2 separate regions of the Mus musculus genome follow, and region 2 is linked to region 1. The links are chromatin contacts, called in public promoter capture Hi-C maps. All regions are on one chromosome and are shown on one strand. Each heading gives the region's core, a stretch centred on a gene start, on an enhancer-like site or on the middle of the called end of the contact. The rest is flanking DNA. Distances are from core to core; before and after follow the strand shown. Region 1 has its middle 84 kb from the start of Gm51411. Region 2 holds the start of Jakmip3 (janus kinase and microtubule interacting protein 3).

Region 1 (4,677 bases), core at 910-3,409:
GTCCAGCCCTGAATGGCAACTGCTAGGGGTCATGGTGAAGGCTTATTCTGACACTCTCCCAGTGAGAGCTACACTCTGAATTCTAAGCCAGTTCCTGTGAAATGCTTTCCTTTAAAAGAGTTGCTATGGTCATGGTGTCTCTTCATAGCACTAGAAACCCAAACTAAGACACCTTGGCTAGTAGACAGTGTTTGTCCCCATGTGCTCCATATATCCCCACCTGTTCTTCCTTCTGTGTGATTCTCTTCTTAGGAGGATACTCATCTCTAAGCACAGTCACACTCTGAGGTGCCAAAGTTAGAAGGTATACACCTGAATTCTCAGAAGACACAATTCAACCCCAAACAGAGAACGCCTGCAGTCTCAGAGATTAAGTCACACCATCGTGACTGACATAAAGCCACTTAGAGAAATGGGGGTGTACATGTTTGCCCCAGTGTGTGCTTTTGTAGATCTCCTGAACCATTTTGTTTATAAGCAATGATATCTTTGAGTCAGAGATGTCACTCAGCCTGATGACAGGAAGTGGGTCTGATGAGGTGGGCTTTCTGTTCTGCCCTGAGGGGACAGTCAGAGGGAGGCCAAGATGCAGCTGCCACCACAAACCTATTTGGTGTCCTCCCCACTTCATTGATATAGTGAAGTATTATGAAGTCTCTTCATCTCCTACTTGGCTTCATGGGGGTTATTTTGGCGTTTTGATGGGTACCGGTGACCATGGCCTCTTTGGCCATCATTGAACACTGTAGACATTGGGGGAAGCCAGGCAATGTCTGGATTTCTGTCTTTCAGCCCTATATCCAGTTTTGGAGCCTCTATCCCCTTACCTAAGGGCTATTTCTGACACCAGGGCATACTTTGTGGTTCTGAGTTCTGCTTCCTCCCTCGGGGTGATCAGGGTAAGAGGATGGAGTGGAGCCTCGGGTAGGAGAAGGTCTTCTCCAAGGATTTCAGTGCTACAGCTCTTATGGGTGATATTCAGTGAAACAGCTCTCTTAGACAATATCTGGTGAAAGCTTGGATTCGTTATTCAGTGTGAACAAGGGCTATATAAACCTTGGAGAGTGGGAAGAGGTTCTTTTTTGGGGTGAATGTTCATTGGCTGAGGCTTAAGGTACTGGGAATACCTCATTTGCATGGAGAGGAACTCCAGGTGCTTGTTAGGCAGGGCCTTCCCCTCCAGGGGAAAGGGAGTTGAACCTATGATTTCACCAAGGACTATGCGACATTCCTCAGGTAGAGGATGTGGGGTCAGACTCCTCAGATAAGGTCAAGTGGAGAAGAAGAAGCCCCACTGAAAAAAGAGGTCCTCCATTTTGTACCAACCTTGGTCATGGTAGACTGAGTCTTTAATAGCTGTGTTTCCCAACAATCCTTGATCTCATTCATCTCCCTAGGGAATTCTTCTGCTACTAACTAACTAAACAACACAAGGACCCACATTCCTTTGTCTCCGGGTATGTGGCTTTAGACTCTATACTTTCTGTGGGATGTCAGAGCTTCCCATTAAGCATTGTTGTCTGCAATTAACTACTAGTGACGCTGTATTATTTTATCTAATCCCAGCTCACTGTCCTGCTGTCTCCTCCCCTCTCAGCAAGTACTTCTTGGAATCATATTCCTGGCACAAGCTCAGCACTCAAGTATTTGTCTTAAGGTTTCCTTCTAGGGACCCCAGATGAGGATTAGATGGCTCCACCACCTTTTAAAAGGATCTGGTACCTGTTCAAAATGATTTATCTTTCTAATGCTGTGATTGACCCTCCCCCACCCCCACCCCATCCCAAAACTCCTTCCAGGATACCGTATCCCTACTCCATAAGCTTTGAGGAGTGCTGAACCAACATCTAAAATACCACTATCTGGGAAGTACTCTGGGCCTGGAGACCTCTTGTGGTCTTTTGCCTGAGAGGCTAATGTCTGTGGCTGTCTGTGGCCACACAAACCAGGTTCTTGAAAGGTAGGCTGGGGCTATATGGAGAATTGACGGCAAGAGAAATAATGAGACCAAGACAAAATTTTCTGATCAAGGCCCAATGTTTACTTAAGAGTCTGAGCTTATAAAGGGGGAAGGCCCATCCCCCACAACACCAGGCTTTTGATGCTTTGTCGCCAGCCTTCCAGCACTTGGTCCAGGGTGTTGCTTATCTCAGGAAGAAAGGTTTCAGCCTCTCAGCAGGTAGTGGCTGCTTGGAGAAGAGCACAGGTGGCAGAACAATAGACCTATCTAGGTCAGAAGACTCCACCCTAGTTGGTCTTGTTCACAGTGGCAGAACAGGTCTGAGCCAGCCTGCTCAAGGCTGAGGGAGGCTACAAATGTCTATGGAGCTGTACATGAAGTAACATGGGGCCAGAAGGCAGGATGACATGCATATGTGAATCTTCTTATTATTTAAAGAAGATGTTGGTGTACTTGACCCTGTGAGAGTTCATATCCCAACTGTGGCATGACTCTGGGTCCATTGCCATGTGGAAGAGAGGAAATGCATGTAGCTCCTAGGACAGATGTGTGACCTCTGGAGGTCATGGCCAGTTGAGATGGAAGGATTGTGGTCCTGAGTATGTTTTCAGTAGATGTCTGATGCCTTGAGGTACCCTGGAAATTCTCAGAGACCAGGTGACTCTGGCCTCAGGATAATGAGAATAGGACACCTATGCGCGTCTCATATCTCAATTACCCCTGTCTATCAGAACACCAGAGGGCTGGGCTTGCCATTGCCTCTCTTTTTCCTGAGGAAAGTACCAGGAAAAGCACTTCCTTCCAGGGGAGGTTCTTTTTCAAATGACCAATTGATGTCACGGGGGAAAAGCAGGTCAAAGGTAGACTTCTGCTCCTTCCTGGTCCCCGGCTCTGCTGTTGATCTAACAGGAGTCTTCGGAGTCTCCTCTATTTTCACTTCAGTTCCCAGTAAAGGGATTTACAAAATATGCCTTTCAAAGGCCCATAAATCTAGGACTTTTCATTAAGTGGATCTGTATGTCTATGTGTTCCGCCCTCTTTCTCCTCAAAAAGCTACTAGGGTTGGAGAGAGGCCTGGCTTTGAGTCATTGTCTTAGTTTTCCTTCAGTTGCTATGAGAAAACACTCAAGCCAAAACAACTTAATGGAAGATTTATTCTGGCTTACAGTTCCAGAGGATCATGTCCATCATGTCGGGAAAGACAGAAGTGTAAGCTCAACTGGTCACACTGCAGCAGCAGTCAGGAAGTAGAGAGAGAAAAGAAAGTGGAACCTGCCTATAAATCCGGAAGGCCCACCTCCATTGAGCTACTTCCTCCAGTTAAGACTCCACTTCCTAAGGGGCTCACAAATTCCACACACAACACCATGAGCAAGAGACTGTGTGTTCAAACACACAAGTCTCTGGGGGGCATTGCATTTTCAAGCCACAGTCGTCCAAGTCGTCTGTTTTCTTGCTAGTGACAAAGCTTGTACAAAAATACACAAATGCAATTAGGTAAATGTTAGAAGCAGAATGAGAAGTAAATCCACAAAGCTTCTTAAAAGCTGCCCATCAACATACTACTGAAAGCTACTAAAAGATAAAAGGGCAAAGCACAAGTAACAATGATGGTGACATTTGGCGCCACCTCCTTCCTGGGCCATCTAAAGCTGAAGTCATCTGCATGGGGCATGTTGGATTCCTCTGAAGTCAGAGATCCTTGTCTTCCCTAAGACTCAGAATGTTGCTCATCATGGGTGCAGCAGGTATTAGGTACCTGCCAGACTATCTTCCTTTTAGACTTCCTCTGTTGGATAGCAGCAGCCTTGCTGACCACACTTGACTTTGTGGGGGCTGGTTCTCTCATGTTTGTGACGATCCCCCAATTTGTAGACCTTGGAGTAGCTAACACTCTAGCCAAGGATGGTTCTGTGGGTATTGGAGACTGGGGGCAACAAACAGAGGACTGAGATCTGCACAGGATGACCAGTCCTGGTGCTTTCAAATCCCAATGAGATGCGACACTCTATTGAAAAGATAAGGGTGTGGAAGCTGAGTGTTCTAGTTCTGCCACAGCTTTGTTCCCAATGTGGCTGGCAGTGAACCTCATGGCACATAGATGATGTCAGAAATTGGGTCATCCGCTGATCTCAGAATCTACACTATCAGACGCTGCATATACTCAGATCATAGATTCATCCCCTAGCCACTGAGGATGGGGCTTCCTGTGTCAATCTTCACTGCTTGGACAATACTCCTGCAGCCTGTGGTTCTTCGGTGCCCTCTCCGTCTCCATAGCTACCCTCTGTAGCTGTTTCTATTGTGATCATTTCTAGCTACCAGGCTGTGATGGTAACTTAGTCTTATTTAAAAAAAAAAAAAAAAAAGTAATTTCTCAAAATGGTGCCCAGCCACAATTCAGAGGAGCCACTGTCTTACCAAACCAAATGAATAGGAGGCTTATAAAAAGGAGGTTTATTCTATGGTTGAACTGCTCATGTCTTCACCAGGGTCATCCAGTTTATATTTTGCGTGAGGCTTCTGAGCCCCATCACCCCTGCCTCCTAAGGAGCCTGGAGCTATGTGTTGCTTTCTTCCTATTGCTGAGTCTCTCTCTTTTTCTCCACTTGCCAGCTTCCCTAACATCTCCTTTGCAACCTCAGATGCTCTTCCAACATTTCTGTCTTTGGAAGAACCTATATTTTGTTATTAGGACTCTACTCATTTGCTACTCA
Region 2 (4,394 bases), core at 1,288-3,787, 1.4 Mb before region 1:
TGGCTACAGCTGGTAATCGTCCATGATTGACACTGGAAGTATTGTGAGCTTTGTGTGCGGCTTTTCTCATTGCTGCCACCCAGTACTAAGCCAAGGGGGACTTAAGGGAGGGGTGATTTTATTGTAGTTCAGTTTCACAGCAAAGGGGTGGGGAGGGTTGGGGGAGGCATGGCGGCTGGGGCTCTGAGGACAAGATGTTCACACAGGAGCCCGTGGGAGATGTTTCACACCGAAGCCATTATACTTAGAATCTGTTAAGAGGACAGACATCCTGAAGAGTGCTCTCACCTGCCGTAATAAAGGCAAAAATAGAAGAAGAGCCCATCTGGTTGTTCTGATGGAGAAGGCCATGCTGCTCTCACTAGAGACCTAGGCGAGGTGATGGCGAAAGATTCATGTGAAGCCGCCTCCCGTAAGGGAAACAGGACGGCGCCTACAGTGCTGCTTATGACAGAGTTCCTTTTTATCTTTTCACTTCACGTAATAACAAGTTTTACTGATTTCATTATCAAGACAAGGTCCTAGTCTGTAGCCCAAGACATATTTAGTATTGTGGCACGATCATATTCTGGACACCATGTAGGTCCAGAACATACTATATAGCCCAGCCTGAACTCAAAGCAATCCTCCTGCCTCAAACTCCAGGGGGTGTGAGCCACCACATCCAGCAATACCTTTTGAATTATTATAGCTTTTTTTTTTCATTCTCCTGGATTTTGAAATCACAAAGAATACAAACTTTGGTGCCCAAACCTCAGACCTTGAACTGGCTGGCTGACTGCCATCAGCTGCCACTAGGGTCAGGTTGTGGGTGGGAGATTCTTATGAGAAACAGGAGAGGCAGGGCAGCAAAGGCCATTAGTGACAGGTTCTCTGTTCCATCAGGACTCAGCCAACATCCACTTTCTCCTTTCCAAATCACACCGTTTACTTACCAATTTTTTTGAACAAGCTATGGTGGCTTATGTATGGCTGACGATTCTCTTTTAAGCTAAGGTTAGACCAGTGGTTATGGTATTTCCTTACAGCCACACAACTTGGTTCTGCCAGGGCAACCCCCGGGAAGGGGACACAGGTCCTCAGGCACAGAAACCACTTGGAACCGTGTGGGCTTGGCCAATGCTCTTCCTGCAGAAAACACTCTAATGTCTTCCGTGTTGGTGTGCCTCAAAGCTTGGTGAACCAGACTCCTAGCCCCACCAGTGTAGAGTGAAATACTGCAGGCTATTGCTCTAAGGGTTTAAATTCACAACCACACGTTGGCTTCCTGAGAAAAGAGGGCCAAGAGGGCCTTGTTCTCGGTGTATTAATTGGGTACCTTGGTGGAAAGAGGACCCTGGCCTTCTTCACTCCACCTACAGAGCAAGCTGGAAGTACCCACTCCCGCAACTCTGTTCTCTAGTTTGGGCCCCACAACCAAGGCCAGAGCCTTTTCTGGTGTCCTGCTGTTCTGCAGAGAGCGCCCAGATCTGAGTCACCACTGGCTTCACTGCCGGCTTAGCTGTATTTGCAGGCAGTCGGCAAAGAGGGCTCTGCACATTTCACCATCTTGTGGAGGAAGCCTGAATCTAGCTGGGAAGCAGAAGGTTTGGTTTTTTTGTTTTTTTGATTTTTGCCTTTTTAAAAACCCTAACATTTTCTTTTTTAAGTAGGCAAGGTCAAATGGATAGGCAGGTCCTTTTCCTAAGAAAAGTGCCCAGGCCAGCGTCCTCTCACCAACTCCCAAACGCAAGTAAATGGTAATTCGGTGGCCTTGCATATCCTCAGCATAGATCCCACTGCTGTGCGTTCATCCCGGAAACGGGAACACGGGAAAAATTTAAACCATCTGCCCCAAAATTAAAAATCTAAAAGGCCTGGCAGCACCATCCTGGAGGAGGTACTGTGAAGACGACGAGTCCCCAGCGGCAGCGGCAGCGGCGGCGGCGGCGCACCTGCGCGTCCACACCCAGCGCAGCGTCACCGGCAGCTCCCTAGGCCTGCGCTGGGCTGGCCCTGCTCCCGCACACCGCGGGAAACCGGTGCAGTGAAATAAATTGCCAGTGGAACGCGAGAAATCTCCCAGAGAGGCAAACACCCCAACTCGGGCAAGGCCTCCGGACCCCGGATCACCAGGGAGAGTCGAGCAAGCCCCGCCACCCTGCTCCATCCCCGTGCCATCCCGCTCCATCCCGGCGCCACCCCAAGAGTCGCTACCCTGCGCCATCCCCATACACCCTGGGCATCGCCACCCTTTTCTATTCCCGTGCTATCTCCGCCACCCTGGGCGTCACCACCTTGCTCCATTCCGGTGTCATCCCCGGCACCCCAAGCCACCTACAGCCCGCAGCGCAGGGCATCCGCCAGCCCTGAATATTCAGTGCCAGGAGCGGGTGGAGCGTAAGGAGCCCTGCAAAGCGCGTCCCTCATCCCCTCCCAGGTCAACTGTGGGATGCGTGGGATCCTGAGGATCGCACCGCTGCTCACCAAGGTTCCCCTCGATCAGGCTTCGGGCGGCGGCGTCCGACGGTCGGGCTCAGCCATCGCAGTGGCGCTGCGGCGGGCGGGGGCCGCGCGTCACCACGGGCAGCGCCCCGAACCCCGGCCCGCCCCTGCAGGCGCTCCAGCCGGCGCCGGCCCAGCGTCGCCCGCCCCTTGGCTTCCCCAGATCGTTGCGCTTATTCCTTTAAGAAATAAGTCCTGGGTCCGTTAAAGTAAGAAATGACATTGCCGAAGATGACCCTGGTGGTTTAGAGGGTCCCGCTGTGCTGTGTGGGGATCTAAAAGCCATCCAGGTTAAATGTGCCTGCGGGTCGCCCAGGGCCACGCGCCTACGAGGGACTATCCGTGGTAGGAATCACTCACCCTCATTGCGTGCTGGATGTGAGCAGCCATGAGCAGCGCCCGCGAGTTGCACGTGGGTGTCCCAACCCTTAACCCTTTGCTTCCCGGCTCCAAAAGCTGCTTTCCAGGGCTCTGTAGGGAGAGAAACGTTTTTTTCAGGCTTCAGCAAACAAATGTTATCCCGGACCCCAACATTCAGAGTTCTGTCCTCCCTGCTTCTCTTTGCCCCCTCCCCTTCTGATACTGGACATAGAACCTAGGGTCAAGAGCTCTGCCTAAAACCTGTATCTCAGCACTCTGTTCCCTCACTTTGTTTGTTTGTTTGTTTGTTTTGTCCTGTGATCGTGTGTTCTAGTTTCATTTCTACTGCTGTATTAAAGTCCAAGACGAAAAGCAACTCAGGGAACAAATAAGTATATTCCAGCATGCAATTCCAGGTTATAGTCTATCATTGTGGGAAAGTCAAGGCAGGAACTTCAAACAACTAGTTACATATATCTGCAGTCAAGAGCCGAGAGAAGCGCATGCTCTCACTTGCTTATTCGCTTGTGTTCAACTCCCATTTCTTCACTTTGGGGTTGGGGGTGTCCCTCTGCCTAGAGAATGGTACCACCCACATGGGGCTGGGTTTTCTCACATTAATTTATTACATCCTCACAGAAATGCTCACAAGACTGCCCCATGTAGACAATCTCTCAGTGAGACTCTTTTCCGAGGTGACTCTGTCTAGGTTGTGCCAAAAGACAATTAAAGGTAACTGTCACATCCAGACATTGTGGTGCGTGCCTCTAATCCAAGAACATGGGAGACTGAGCACAGAATAACAAGAAACTTCACAAAACATATAGGTATTCTGTCTGGGTGGGCCTTCACCTGACAGAGTGAGTTCTGAGGGTTGGATGACAGGATAGATAGATGCAGAGAGAGGGTGAGTACTGGAGCGAAGAGCTCCTCAGGTAGACCACCATCCGGCAGACTACATCACACAGCCAGCACGCACGCACGCACGCGCATGCGCATGTACACACACAGAGCTGCAAGTGGGTCGGGGGTGGGAGGCACGTGTCGGGTGATGGGATCTCCAAGTAACAGGTCTCTAACTGATAATACCAATGTGAGATCAGTGGACTGAAAATGAAAATCATATCCAAAATAAGGGTCTGTCCCAGTGAAGACAACTCATGGCTGGCTCCCGGAGGTACGGGTTGGGGCCACGGTACAGACCAGGTGCAGAGCTCGGGTGCTGCCATGTGTCTTTGAGCCTGTGCCAACCTCCCAGGCAGAATTGTCTGTACCCTGGCCCTACTTTGTGTGCCTCAGCCAACTTGTTTTTAGCGACCTTTCCACAAAACTACTGCAGGTGGGAGGACCAGGAGGGGAGCAGGACAACAAGTGCATTCAGAGGGATGCTGCCTGTGCCACCAGATGAAGATGTGCCCCAGAGAAATCTTCTGTTTATGACAGGGTCTAGTGTAGCCAAACTGGCCTAGAACTTAAAAGTAGCTGAGGATAATACTTAATTTTTGTTTGTTTGTTTGTTTGTTTGTTTGTTTTTCGAGGCAGGGTTTCTC

What was found. Promoter capture Hi-C pulls out the DNA fragments that hold promoters and counts their contacts.
Region 2: a promoter capture Hi-C map of embryonic stem cells shows a contact between it and region 1, with 7 times the contacts expected there. The contact joins the promoter of Jakmip3 here to the enhancer-like site in region 1. A contact is called at or near these places in 4 of 39 promoter capture datasets (embryonic stem cells, hippocampal neurons and liver) and 1 of 115 datasets of contacts at active chromatin or transcription factors (stem cell-derived neural progenitor cells).

The regions. Positions count from the first base shown.
Region 1 is chr7:137,567,878-137,572,554 of GRCm38.p6, reverse strand. No RefSeq gene overlaps it. Among named protein-coding and RNA genes, the nearest start is that of Gm51411, 84 kb to the left of the region's middle. Within about 2 kb of position 2,159, at least 10 of the 459 cell types and tissues checked have an H3K27ac peak or open chromatin away from gene starts, as enhancers often do. A contact at or near this core is called in embryonic stem cells, where this site is marked.
Region 2 is chr7:138,938,873-138,943,266 of GRCm38.p6, reverse strand. Jakmip3 (janus kinase and microtubule interacting protein 3) reads right to left here and starts at 2,537. Exons shown (of 20, transcript NM_028708.2): 1 at 2,467-2,537.